Regions from separate parts of the Mus musculus genome. Here all the other regions are linked to region 2. Evidence: chromatin contacts called from public HiChIP or PLAC-seq data. All regions are on one chromosome and are shown on one strand. Each heading gives the region's core, a stretch centred on a gene start, on an enhancer-like site or on the middle of the called end of the contact. The rest is flanking DNA. Distances are from core to core; before and after follow the strand shown. Region 1 holds the start of Pdss1 (prenyl (solanesyl) diphosphate synthase, subunit 1). Region 2 has its middle 12 kb from the start of Gm39767. Region 3 holds the start of Apbb1ip (amyloid beta (A4) precursor protein-binding, family B, member 1 interacting protein). Region 4 holds the start of Gad2 (glutamic acid decarboxylase 2).

Region 1 (3,248 bases), core at 606-3,105, 920 kb after region 2:
ATCGTGTGCAACACCCTAAATATAAGGAGTGGATTAGAGACAATGCAAAGGAGACTGAAGAAACTAACCATGTCCTTCAAATATTGACTCTTAGGAAGGTACCAACTGCAAATTTGTGAATTATGTTTCTTCTTGTTCTGCACCATACTTACATTTAAAAATGTTGGGCCTAAAGCTGAACACATTATTTTCATATTTTATATTAGGTTCATATGTCGTAGACCCCAATTCAGTTCACAGCACCCATATTCAGCTGCTCCCAAACACCTGCTCCAGGATCAGACTCCCTCTCCTGGCTAGCCTAGTTGGGTCAAAAGAAACATCTATGAATTATGTGTGTCTTCTTGATAGATTATTAGGAGTCAGAGTTTAGCTACACAACAGTGTTAGAAGCCTTAAATGACTTCACATATATTTCCTAGTTATCTTGCATCTTGGATACTACAGCTCAATGATTTTGTGTCTGTGTTGGTAATGAGGGTCTAACCTGGGACTTGACTATACTAGGAACGTGCTCTTTTGCTTATACCACAACCCACTACAACTTCTTTTTAAGAGCCAGGGCTTTTGTTTTAATCTGGATAATTTTTACATTAAAAAATGCCCAGCAGAATTGTGGATTGCTATCCTTCTCCCTGTGGGTTATTCCTGTTGCCCTACCTGCAAAGGAAGATTACCAATAACAATATACCACAGGTCATAACATTGTCAAAAGAACATGAAAGTATTTATTGCTACACTTATCTAGGCAAAGCCTACCTATTTGATTATTTCATTCACTCATTCATTAAGTAATTTGTGGTGTTGGGATGGAACCCAGGATGTTGTGCATGCTAGGAAAACACCCAACCACTCAGTCAAAACCCTAAACAGCAAACGTTTTATTTTGACAAGTTTCATACATGTATAACCTCCATTTTTAACATAGAAACCTAATAAGAAAATAATGAGCTCAACTTTAGGGTTAACCCTCTTTAAGTGTGTTGCAAACAAGAAAAAAAATTATGATTCAGAAAATTACAGCTGGTTTATTTCTTCCTAGGAGGGAGACTGGGAGGAGAGGGGGGTCGAGATGTAAAATGAATTAATGAATGAATGGGAAAAAAAACATCAACATGGGAAGGCAGTAAACTTCTTCAGTCTCCCCAGCGCTTGCCTCTCATTGCCTCCACCTAAGATTATGGCGTAAGATTATTACGAGCATGTATAATCATTTGATGAAAGTGTTATAAAAATGCTGTTTCAACTTCGGAATAAATCCGACATGCGACAGGCAAAATGAACAAATGAAACAACGACAATAAAAACATTTTCTTGAGCATCCTGAGCTGCACTGTATGCATTAGCAAATAGAGTTGGAAATGGGGACGCAGGTCGGTAATCTCAGCAGCAATAGGCTGAGGCAGGATGGTCAATTTGAACCCAATCTGGTCTATACAAAGCCAATCTGGTCTACACGGCGAGATAAGATAACGAAAAAAAATTAATTTTGCGTAGTTCATTACATCCAAGGGTTGGTCTCCCATATCCAGACATGAACAAAACCGCTAAACTATGCATGTATACATCTCTAAGGCTTTCAGGATAGAGTCCAAAAGCTAAGAGATAAGGTCAACTTAGCTTCTGTTACACAATAACCCACAGCGTAGACTAATTAGAGGAAGTTGGCACGTCCACTCGGAGCTTGGCATTGCGAAAACAATGGCCTCAGGGTTAGCAGGTACCGGAACCAGATTTCTGCACGCTTTGTCCCGCGTAGGACAACAGTTCGGACGCACATTTCTGGATAAAAGCGGACGCGGCTCCCGACTAGAGCCAGTGGCTCCGAGGAGGGTTGAAGAGGACAGGCGACCGGGTGGGGAACAGGGTGCGGCTTCGCGCTTCCGGTGCCCAGCTTCCGGCTCCGGGTTTGGGCTTGGGGCAGAGGCGGAGCTACGGCCCGCCGCGACTTTCAGACTTGAACCATGGCTATGCGCTGGTCGTGCTGGCGGCGTGGCTGCTCCTGGAGGCCGACCGCGGTCGGGAGCCCGCGGCGGGAACGACCTGGCTGTGTGGAGCCTCTCGGAACACGTGCCGCCTCGGACACCCGCGCGCAGGTGAGGCCGGGACGCGCGCGCTGTCCGCGGCGTAGAGGTCACCATGCCAATGACAGCCGGCGATCCAATGAATGGGAGGATGCGCACGTGCGCCGGGGCCTGCAGTCCCCACTGGGTGGGACACCCGGGAAGTGGGACTAGTCGCGGGGCCAGAAGTGCGGAGCTGCTGATCGGGCATCCAGAAGACATTGGGGTTGAGGTAGAGGGAGCGGCGGAGCGCAGCCCTGTTAAGCCGGGGCTACCCGGGTGTGTCGAGAGGACAACCAGAGCCAAAGGGACCTCTGCTTTCACTTTCCTAGCAATTTCGGGTTTCGGATCCAGTTAGCCTCAAAATTCGGAAAGGGTGTTGTAGCGACGCAAAGTGATGCTAGCCAGGGTGGACTTCAGTGCTGCAGGTGCTTACAAGAGAACGCACGCCTGAAAGGCGCTGGAAGGACACTAGAAGGAGAAGAGCCGAAGGGTGTCATGAGAGACCTATGACTTCTTTGAAGTAAAATCATTATCTAATTAGTAATTGCGGATTCTTAAAACTGTCTCCTACTGCGTTTGATTACAAATTCATTTTCTTTTGGTTTTTAGCCCTGTAAATGACTCTCGCTTCTGTGTGAGTTGGGTCAGTCCGTGCCGTGCTTTACCTGGCAGTATCTGCAGACTGACTTTTGAAGTTAGTGTTTTTTTCACTTTGGGTTTTGGAGACCTTTCCGGCCACCGAGTAATTGTATAAGTAATTCATCTTTCATTTTAAAAATAATCACCCACCTCTTAAATTTTAGTACTATTTGGTACATTTCATATGTCAGTGTACTTATCAAACTCTATACTAGGAGGAGATGTGTAACATTTATAAATATGTGGCTTGTACTAAACAAGATGCATAAAACGGATTATCCAAAAAAGAATTTGGAGAGAAAATGCAAGCTGCTCTAAATAGAAAGAATAACAAATAAGAGAAAGAGAGCATGTAGGAAGAATCTTAGAGGAAGATAGGCTTTGTAGGGATCCATTTTGATACTGCAAGCTAGACTTTAGAGGGTTTGGGGTTTTATCTCTATAGAAAGGAAGGAAGGAAGGAAGGAAGGAAGGAAGGAAGGAAGGAAGGAAGGAGAAAAAGGAAAGGAAAAAGAAAAGAAACCTCACCTGTGAAAAGAGTTT
Region 2 (3,007 bases), core at 347-2,846:
CACAACACAATGCTTGCATCTACCACTTGTTCATGACTGTCCTTCCTTTTCATGCCTGTTATTCTAGACTCAGGTGACCAACTAGCAGTGCCCCAGATGGTTTACTGTCTCCCAGTTTAAAAAGCAAGCCAGTGTTTACCCCAGTCAGTCCAACATGCCAGCCCTTCTGTGGATTAAATTCTGGATTTTAAAAGCCTCAGTCATATGAATTCCCCTATGATCTATAAAGAATTCTTGTTTATCTCCTTGAAAACAAGTATGCTTCTTTCCTCCTTAAATTTAGGTAGGGACTGAATGCCAGTGGCTTTGTGGAGGTTTGATTAAGAAATATCTCCCATAGGCTACTGTATTTGAATATTTGGTCCCATCACTACTCGTGGTGTTAGGTGGGGACATTATATAATACAGCCTTGCTGAAGGAAGCATATTACTGTGGGTGAACTTTGAGGGTTTATAGCCTCAAAGCCTTCGAGATCTATCTCTCTACTTCCTGTGTGTACATAAAGAAGTGATCACCAGCCTGCAGTTCCTATCATCCTGCTATGCCTTCCTGGACATTAGGACTCTCCCTATAGGACTCTAAGGTAAAATAAACTCTCCTGTAAGTTGCTTTTGGTCATGGCATTTCGTCACAGCAACAGGAATGTAACTAATTGAGGCTGCTAACCCTCCTGATTACATTGCTGCTTCCCACTGGCTCTGCAAGAACAAAGCAAGTTCATGGAAACATAAGCATTTTTCTTTGCAGAAGGAGAAGGTTGATTGTGCAGCTTCTAGTCACAGCCTCTCTAGGGAAGGACTGACTGGCCTTGTGGCCTTGAATCACTTCACAGGCTGTTGTCTACACTCTCTGTCAAGTTGACCTTTTTAAAGCCACATTATTTACTTCTGGCTGTGGATGTATTGATTTTTATAAGCCTTCTCAGAGAGTGCCTGCACATCTCCTTGAATCAAACACAATTACTTGATACACAATAAAATAAAGCAGTGCAGGGCAGATTCAGAGCCTTCTGTGAAGTACATGATAGTCTCTGGAACAGAAGACAATTGACTATTTACTGCATTAATTAATTAATTAATTAATTAATTGTGAGGGGGCTGCACATATGTCATGGTTTGTGTTTGTGTGTGTGTGTGTGTGTGTACAGGTCAGAGAACAACTTTTGTTAGTTGGTTCTTTCCACCAAGTAGGCCCCAAGTTAGAAGCAAATGGTTTGACCAACTGAGCAATCTTGTAGGCCTCAATTCGTTATTTAAAAAGAAAATGGTGGGAACTTTTAGAACGTATTACCTTAAAAGACTAGCTTTCACCAACCAAATGGCTATGAATGGAAAATAGACAGATAGCACCTTAGCTCATAGCATAGATTTTCCTACTCTACTCCTAATCCACAGACCTAATGTTTCCAAAAATGTATTTAAAATGTGCCTTGATTTATGACTTTCTTTGTTACTATAAAATTTTACCCAACTGTTACCACATGAAAATTAGAGTAGCTTATATCAGCTTCTGGCACATGGTTGTTGGGCCCTATATGGTCCTGGTTTGTGCCTTAAGGGCAAACCCAAGCCTGGCTCCAGTTTTGAAAACTGTCTCAGTCACTTCTGTACTGAAGTGACTCAGCACAACCTCCTTTGCCTAGCTACTGCTGACTTAACTTTGTTGGCTGTCAGTCACCAATTCCTTTCATCACCTTTCCCCTCCCCCTATCTCATCTCAACTCAGCAAAAACAAAACAAAACAAAACAAAAACAAAAACCCACCTCCTCTATCAGCCCTTTATATATATATATAAATAATAAATATATATATATATTTAAACAAGTTCCTGCTTCAAGAGACTCCCAGCTCGGGGTGGTTATTTTCCAGATGGGTAGAAGATCTGAACTGCAACAATTCACCATCCTGCTTCAGCCCTGGCTGGACAGGGCTCTCTCCTCTCAGCCTGCCAGCAGAGAGCCATCACATGGTCACTTATATTTAGTTCCAAGGCAAACTAACTCTTCTGCCCTTTGTGGGCATAGTTGTACTTACTTGGACAATCCCCTTATTCCTAGGTGTGCTGGGTGTGTTAGTTTGAATGAGAATGGCATTCATAGGCTAATATGTTTAAATTCTTGGCCTTCAGATGGGGGTCTGGGAAGGTTTAGGAGGTGTGACCTTGTTGGAAGAGATGTGTCACTGGGGGTGGACTTTCAGGTTTCAAAAGACTCACTATTCTTAGTGTCTCTCCCTGTGCCTCATGGTCTCAAGATGTGCATGCTCGGCTGTTGCTCCAGAACGGTGCCTGCTGACATGCTCTGTGCCATGATTGTCAAGGCCTCTAACCCTATAGAACCATAAGCTTCAGACTAGATCCTTTCTAAGTTACCTTAGTCATGGTGTTTTATCACAGCAACAGAAAAGTAGGACATTTGGGCCCTCACACCTCACCTCATACTGAGAACCCCAGATACTGTTTGTGACAAAACAAAACAAAACAAAACAAAACAAAGCAACAACAACAACAACAAAAAGCCCCAGCAGAATAAATATTACCCCATGTTAGAAAACCATCAAGGAACCAGGTCCTACAATAGAGAAGGCTGCAAGCAGGACAAATACTCCCAAGCTCTGCTGCCACCAGACTCCAAATCCCACTCCAGAGAAAGACTGTCACATAGCCTCAGTCATGTATATCCATCCCTGTTCTCACACCCTGTCACATAGTAGAGATCTCAGATTACATTTGCTCCCTAGTGGAGATACAGAGGCATCCAGTGACTTCTCAAGTCCCTTCTTGAAGGGTTTTGACATAAGGTTAAGATTTTAAAATGGAGCAAGAAGTATAAATAAGAAGTCTTGGTTAAGATGTGGTTCTATCTATCAATGGCCTCTTGTTGTTAAGTTCTAGTCATTCTTGGGAAGGGATCTGACAAGCTGTCACGACTGTGAGAGACTTCTTGCTTAGAGACAAGTTCGTTTTCTGGATGGCATAAGCCTTCAGCCCTTTTCCCTTCTTCTAGC
Region 3 (3,254 bases), core at 337-2,836, 800 kb after region 2:
AAGGGCTGTCCTAAATGAAGACTTTAGAGGTATCAACCTTTCTTTCTAGGATATTCTTGTGTAAAACTCCTAACATCATTGGATGGCTCCTTTCATTTAGGTCCGACTCAAATGCTGGTCATAAGGTTGATCTTTTTCCACAACTCCAATTGACATAGAAGCCCTATCAGCATAACCATTACTTTATACCGTCACCTTTTATTCTTTCTCAGCATGTTGACTATGCAGTGTATTAGCTGTTTTCTGTGGAGTAGGGTGTGCCATCCAGCAAAGCAGCAATCCTTTCTGTTACTGCTGTTTATGTTCTTCTTAGACAAACTATATATAGTCTCCCATTGAGTACTGGAACTATCTGAAATTAATTATATGTCTAATTTATATCTTCATGTCTCCACCATTTTGCCTTACAGTGAACCCTTAAAGACACAGCTGTGTAGAGGAAGAGAAATTAACTCAATCATCATTTAAAATCATAATTGATTTTAGTGGCTGTATTTTCAGATCTCCCTAAACACTTTCTCTCAGAGTGAGTCCCAGTCAATCTTGTGATATACAAGCTATGAACAAACAAAATCATAAGAACAAAACCAGAAAGTGATCTTGGTGGCACATGAGAGGCAGGAGGATCTCTATATGTTCGAAGCCAGCCTGATATACATTGTAAGTTCGAGGACAGCCAGTGTGACAATTACACTCTGACTTTAAAAAATAAAGATGTTGGAGGGACCACAGCCCATCATCAGAGTAGTCTCCACTGAGAACAGACACCTGCTGAGCCCTTCCTTTACCTCCACCCAGGGAAAGATCTACTCTGGCACAAAGGCCATCACACTGCACCACTTCTCTGTCCACCCTAACTGGAACGTCCCCTTCTGGGCTGGTCCAGGAAGTCTTAGACAATGGCAGATTGAGGAAGTGCAGCGAGGGTTGAGGTAAAGACATAGAAGGCTGTTGCAAAATAAGCTGGCCCCTTTACCCTTTGTGGAACTTAATAGATTGGGATTGATCCACACGATGTGAAAATAAACGGAAGACAGGCCTCAACAGAAGCAGAGGGTCCTTTTATTAAAACAGTGAAAGGAGGCAGTCTTGGGGGAAGTGGAGGCTGCGCAGATGCTCAGGGAGCTTGACGGTTTTGTGGGGCAGAAAAGGGAACTTACATCTGTTCCGCTCAAGTCTCAAAATTGTAACCAACGTAGGTTGATATTTAGATCTCCTTGGGAACTAACTGCCTGCAGGTGTTACTGACTGGTGAACTCTCTTGTAGGGAGTTTCTCAGCTAATCTGAGACTTTTAGTCCTGAGCACCCCTTGAGCACTAACCCTTCAGACTAGCATCTGGGCGTTAGTCTCAGACTCTTACAAAGAACACAAGACCCACACAGATGAGAGAAGGCTTTCTCTGACCTTAGGGCAGGAAGTGTTTTCTTCCAGGGGTGGACAGGGTTTGGAAAAAACAACCCGAACTTGCTAAACTTGCGGAGCCCTTTAGGCGGGGCTTGGTGTCTGTCTATTCTCCTCCAGGGCTTTGCTAGCTAGCACCTCCGTGCAAAGCCGAGAGTCTGCGCCGCCGGGTGGGCAGGGCTCAAAGCACTTCCTCCTCCCTGAGCCCACGTCCTCGCCTCGAGGCCGGTCCAGCCCAGAGGCGCCAACCACTCATCTCTGCTCATTCCGGTGCACTTAGGCTCAACCCGGCCCATCTCTGGCTCAGCCCCGCGCATCTCTGCACAGCCTCCTCGCATCTCTGCAAGCCCCCCTCGCACCCTCCTCCCAGCAGTCAAGGTAAGCGGCACCCTAGTCCTGCGCACGGGTTTGGGGTACTCAGGCTGCCACACTGCGTGTCCTATGGGGGTGGGGGAGACAACAGTTGTGGCACAGGTCCACGCACCGGCCACGTGAACACGCCCCCCCCCCCTTCCCCTGGCAGCCAGGAAGCTTCAGGTCCCCTGGGCACCTCTTGTGCTCTTGACCTGTGGCTCCCTCTTCTCCCCACTGCGTTTTGTTTTAACAGATTTTCTGCTTAAGAAATGTTACCAGGTCTCAGGGACCCCACATTAAATTGAGCTAATCTTGAAACAAAACATCCCCTGAGGCATTTTAGGGCACCTCACATTAAGTGGTAGTCTGAGGAGACTCATTTGAGAGTCAGAGGACACATAGCTCAAAGTGTTTCCCTTCATTTAAAACTTTAACTGCAGTTCTGCTTTTTGAAGCCTGTCTTTCCCTCTCAGTCTCCTTTTCTTTGTAAAAAATGTGGTAAGGATAAGTTTGAATACCAGACAAGGGTTTCCTAATTTAGTTTGGAGTGAAGATTCAGAAAATGCTTTATATATTGAAAGACAAGAATGCTCTTGTATACCACCACCACCACCACCACCACTGCCACCACCACCGCTAGAACCCCCAGTACAGGCCCCTCGCTCGGACTTTATCACGTGTACCTCTTCATTCCCCTTGGCGATGTATTTCTCAGCTTTCATACCAAGGTGCAGAGTGACATGTGCTCTCCTAGAGCGTCTCAGCATCTCTGTTCAAAGAGTAGTTTTGTGATGGGAACGCCGAGTAAAGGGGAAAACTGAGCAGACAAGAGGCTGTGGGTTTATCCTCCATACCGGCAGTGATATGGTGTGAACAAAAGCAAGTGCGCCAATCTGGGACTCCAAACTGAAACTTCAGAAAAGAAACTTTGGCTTTCATACTAAACCGAGGGTTTTGCCTTCTGGGCCTCCCTAAAATGGGAGCACGTGGGCCTGAAGAGGAATGCTGGCTAGCAAGATAGCAGAAGATAAGAAAAAGAGTCGCTTGTACCCAATGTCCTTCCAGGTGGTGTCTCCTGTCTGATCAGTGAACTCAGAGTCTAGCAAATGTAATGTCATCTTCAAACTATTAGCACTTAACTTGTAAATTCTTATAAATATTTGTGACCTTTCTGGTACTTGGTAGAGATTCCAGTTGTTGCTCTACATCTTTAGGATACTAGCACACAGAGATGAACTTAATTACATTATTTTAACCACACTGGAACTCGGGGATAAATGAGATTATACCACATAAGAATGGAGACACTAACAGTGCTCAGAAGGAATCCGGTGAATCACATGCTGCTTCAATCTTGTATTCAATTCCAGAGGGAAAAGGAGAATGTGCCAACAGACTTTGTTATAAGCTGAAATATAAACACTTTTGATGAGTTTTGTTTCTGAGACATTCCTCTTAAAAAGCAACGTAATTTCTGGTCCTTATGTAAGTTGCCAA
Region 4 (2,949 bases), core at 234-2,733, 650 kb after region 2:
CCTTAGAGACACGCCTTGGGTAGCACCTCAGCAGTGCCAATCTCACCGCCCTCCCCCTCCCCACCTCGGGCCACTCACCGGACCTCAGTGGGCATCCTCTAGCTAGATCCTCCCTGGCCCCCCTGGATTCTGGAAACCTTGGGAAGAAGATAAAGCTTTGTGGAGAGAATGCACTTGGTCATCTGCAGTTATTCGAGGTCTCCGGATCCCTAACAAAATAAGTGATCCTGGTCACCAAGACTAAAGGTCCCAGGGTTTCTCCTCCGGCAACAGCTTTGGTGACTCATTTGAAAAACTCAAAGAAGGAATAAAGGACTATGGAGAGCAGGGAAGCTGCAGTCCCTCGCTCGGAGAGAAGGAAAGGAGATCGGGAACGGTTTAAAGCAGCACTTTCCTGCAAGTCTTTCTTGAGCTCTCTGTAAGCCTGGAACTATGGGTTTAGTATAGGCAAGAGGAAACGGAAGCGGAGCCAGAGGGCCCCAAATCTTCCTCAAGGCGCCGTCCCTGCATTTAAGAGCCTTTGGGAAAAGGGAAACAGAAAGGATTTTTTCATTCCTTTATTAGAAAACACAAACGAAACTACTTCTTTCTGGGCTGGGAAATTGCCACTGTTGTGTTCCTAGGCACCTGCTGATGGCAAGAACTCCTCTTGGGAAGGGACGAGGTCAGTGGGTTGAGTATCCCTGAAAAGATGGGAGTGCCTTTTCCTGGGATTTGGAAAAACTGATTCGCTTACTTTGAGACTCCCTGAATCCTGTGTATGTGTCAGCTCTCACCCACTCCAAGAAGTTTCTGTTCGTTTTATTTATTTAATTTTTCTCAGCCTGAGGTCCTCAGTGATAGATTCCAGCGTGGATTTTAATTGCTTCAATCAGCAGCCTTTCTCTTCAGCCGTCAGTCAAAACCTGGACGATGGGTCTGGGGACCCAGGCATGACTGCACAGAAACCGTACGACCCCCACCCCCACCCCCCAGGCTGGCTCAGCTCAGCAGGCAGACATTAGGCTCTGCTAAGGAGATGAAATGAGTTCGTTGGTGTGGAAGCGGTCCACCTTCCTCCCTCCTTGGTTCCTTCCCCAAGCTTTGGAGCTCTTCCTGATTGAGGCCAGGTGGCCTGGGCTCTTGAGGTCACAGCGACCTCAGCACTGGTTTGGAGGAAGGCGGGCGCGAGAACCACTTTTGCTCGGCAGCAGCCAGAGACAGCCCTCAAACAATGAGCCAATCGATGCACACGTGAAATTGCCCTCGGCCACCATTCCAATCTTGCCAAGGTCTCCCTGTCCCTGGGGTCACCTAGGCCAGCGTGCTGAGGGCTGTGGTAGCACCCTGGACAGCGCGTTCCGGCAGAAGCAGACCTGGAGCGCCTGTGGCTGGGTCAGCACTACGCAGGCACGCCTCCCTCCCCCGCATCTGACTCGCACCTCACGACCCAGCGCCTCCATTTCCCTTCCGTCACTCTCTCATCTCCCCACCAAGCTCCCTCTCCCTAAAAATCTCTTGGGCCCTTTCCACTTTCCAATCTCCAGACTGCGAGGATCACGGCTACTCCCCCCATTTAACCTCGGCGGCGCAGAGCACAGCAGCGCGTCCCTGCGCCCTGACTGGAACATACAAACACGCACGAGCACTGGCATACGCAGACAGCACGTTTCCTGTCCCTGTGTGACACCCACCCTCGTCGCGCTGCCGCTCCAGCCCTCGCGCGGTGCCCTTCTCCCGCCACACGTACTCGCACACGCACGCACTCTCGTGCAGGGTCGAGGCAAAGGCAGCTTGCCACAGCCACTTGGAGGCGACCAGCGCCAGTCTAGCAGAACCCATGGCGTCTCCTGGCTCCGGCTTTTGGTCCTTCGGATCTGAAGATGGCTCTGCGGATCCTGAGAACCCGGGCACAGGTAGGAAAATCAGGACCTGCAGCGGGAGAGCTTTGTGGGTGGTTTAGGGTTTGCAGGGCTAGGCTGATCATCAAAGCTTTGACATCTGCAACAGGAAACTTATTCGGGCGCTTCGCCCGGCTCTCTGGGTTAAGTCCGTAACTGTGTGAGAACACCAACCCCCCCCCCCACCCAGTCCTTTGTCCCCCAGGGAAAAAGCCCAGGGTTGTCTAGGCCCCTTCCCCTAAACATAGGCTCCTGAAAGACTGCAGCGTCTGCGGGAGTCAGAAATCAAAGATCTAGGCTTTGCCTCGGGACGTCTAGACCCTGGGCAGGGAAAGACAAAATGGGAGCAGGAAAGAGTTTGGGGTCTGAAAGGCAAGCGCGGTGAGAAACAAACAGCCTCGGGTTTAGGAAAGGCAGCCCAGGTGAGGGCAGGGAGAGTCTGGAAACCCGAGAACCTGGCGAACAAAGTGCAAAGGGCGGCGTTGTGAGCTGCTTTCTTTCTGGGACACCGCAAGGAAAGGGCTGGCCCCGGCGTCAGATTCCCTCGGACTCCCCCACCTGCTGAAAGCAGAGTCGCTAGCTGGTGGCTGCTTCGAGTTTGGCGCCGGGCCCCCAGACTCTGGACTTAAAGACCTGGTTCACTTGGAACGAAAATTCTCACTCGCCCGTCTGTTTTCTTTCCGATTCGCTTTTCCCTGCCTGGCGATTGCAGCGAGAGCGTGGTGCCAGGTGGCCCAAAAGTTCACGGGCGGCATCGGAAACAAGCTGTGCGGTGAGTGGTGGCACTGAATGGGAGAAGGGCTGGCAAGGTCGGGGGCCCGCGGCTGGCGGGAGCAAAGTCGTGGGCTCCCCTCTGAGCCTGCAGCCTAGGTTGGACGAATCCCTGGGTTGCCGGGTGGGTGGGGATGTAGGAGCGGAGACTACCGCCAGCTGACTCAGGTCCCGCGTTCCGTGTCTTTGTCCAGCTCTGCTCTATGGAGACTCCGGGAAGCCAGCGGAGGGCGGCGGGAGCGTGACCTCGCGGGCCGCCACCGGGAAGGTCGCCTGCACCTGCGACCAAAAACCCTGC

What was found. HiChIP or PLAC-seq counts read pairs in DNA pulled down with a chosen protein or histone mark.
Region 1: a contact with region 2 is called in an H3K4me3 HiChIP or PLAC-seq map of embryonic stem cells, with 5 times the contacts expected there. The contact joins the promoter of Pdss1 here to the enhancer-like site in region 2. A contact is called at or near these places in 9 of 39 promoter capture datasets (the HPC-7 cell line, the SN4741 cell line, cranial neural crest and 5 more) and 9 of 115 datasets of contacts at active chromatin or transcription factors (embryonic forebrain, embryonic hindbrain, embryonic stem cells and 1 more).
Region 3: an H3K27ac HiChIP or PLAC-seq map of embryonic stem cells shows a contact between it and region 2, with 7 times the contacts expected there. The contact joins the promoter of Apbb1ip here to the enhancer-like site in region 2. A contact is called at or near these places in 7 of 39 promoter capture datasets (the HPC-7 cell line, cranial neural crest, frontonasal cranial neural crest and 3 more), 1 of 484 Hi-C or Micro-C datasets (the G1E-ER4 cell line) and 3 of 115 datasets of contacts at active chromatin or transcription factors (embryonic limb bud, embryonic stem cells and forebrain).
Region 4: a contact with region 2 is called in an H3K4me3 HiChIP or PLAC-seq map of embryonic stem cells, with 19 read pairs. The contact joins the promoter of Gad2 here to the enhancer-like site in region 2. A contact is called at or near these places in 14 of 39 promoter capture datasets (the 3T3-L1 cell line, the C10 cell line, cranial neural crest and 8 more), 15 of 484 Hi-C or Micro-C datasets (LSK cells, brain, cerebellar granule neurons and 7 more), 16 of 115 datasets of contacts at active chromatin or transcription factors (SST interneurons, VIP interneurons, craniofacial prominence and 9 more) and 3 of 9 other capture datasets (adipose tissue, liver and pancreatic islet).

Annotation. Positions count from the first base shown.
Region 1 is chr2:22,893,667-22,896,914 of GRCm38.p6, forward strand. Pdss1 (prenyl (solanesyl) diphosphate synthase, subunit 1) reads left to right here and starts at 1,856. Exons shown (of 11, transcript NM_019501.3): 1 at 1,856-2,096. The coding sequence starts at 1,965.
Region 2 is chr2:21,974,920-21,977,926 of GRCm38.p6, forward strand. No RefSeq gene overlaps it. Among named protein-coding and RNA genes, the nearest start is that of Gm39767, 12 kb to the left of the region's middle. Within about 2 kb of position 1,597, at least 11 of the 459 cell types and tissues checked have an H3K27ac peak or open chromatin away from gene starts, as enhancers often do. A contact at or near this core is called in the G1E-ER4 cell line and embryonic stem cells, where this site is marked.
Region 3 is chr2:22,772,741-22,775,994 of GRCm38.p6, forward strand. It overlaps Apbb1ip (amyloid beta (A4) precursor protein-binding, family B, member 1 interacting protein), which reads left to right and starts at 1,587. Exons shown (of 14, transcript NM_019456.2): 1 at 1,587-1,781.
Region 4 is chr2:22,620,844-22,623,792 of GRCm38.p6, forward strand. It overlaps Gad2 (glutamic acid decarboxylase 2), which reads left to right and starts at 1,484. Exons shown (of 16, transcript NM_008078.2): 1 at 1,484-1,895; 2 at 2,593-2,652; 3 at 2,846-2,949. The coding sequence starts at 1,820.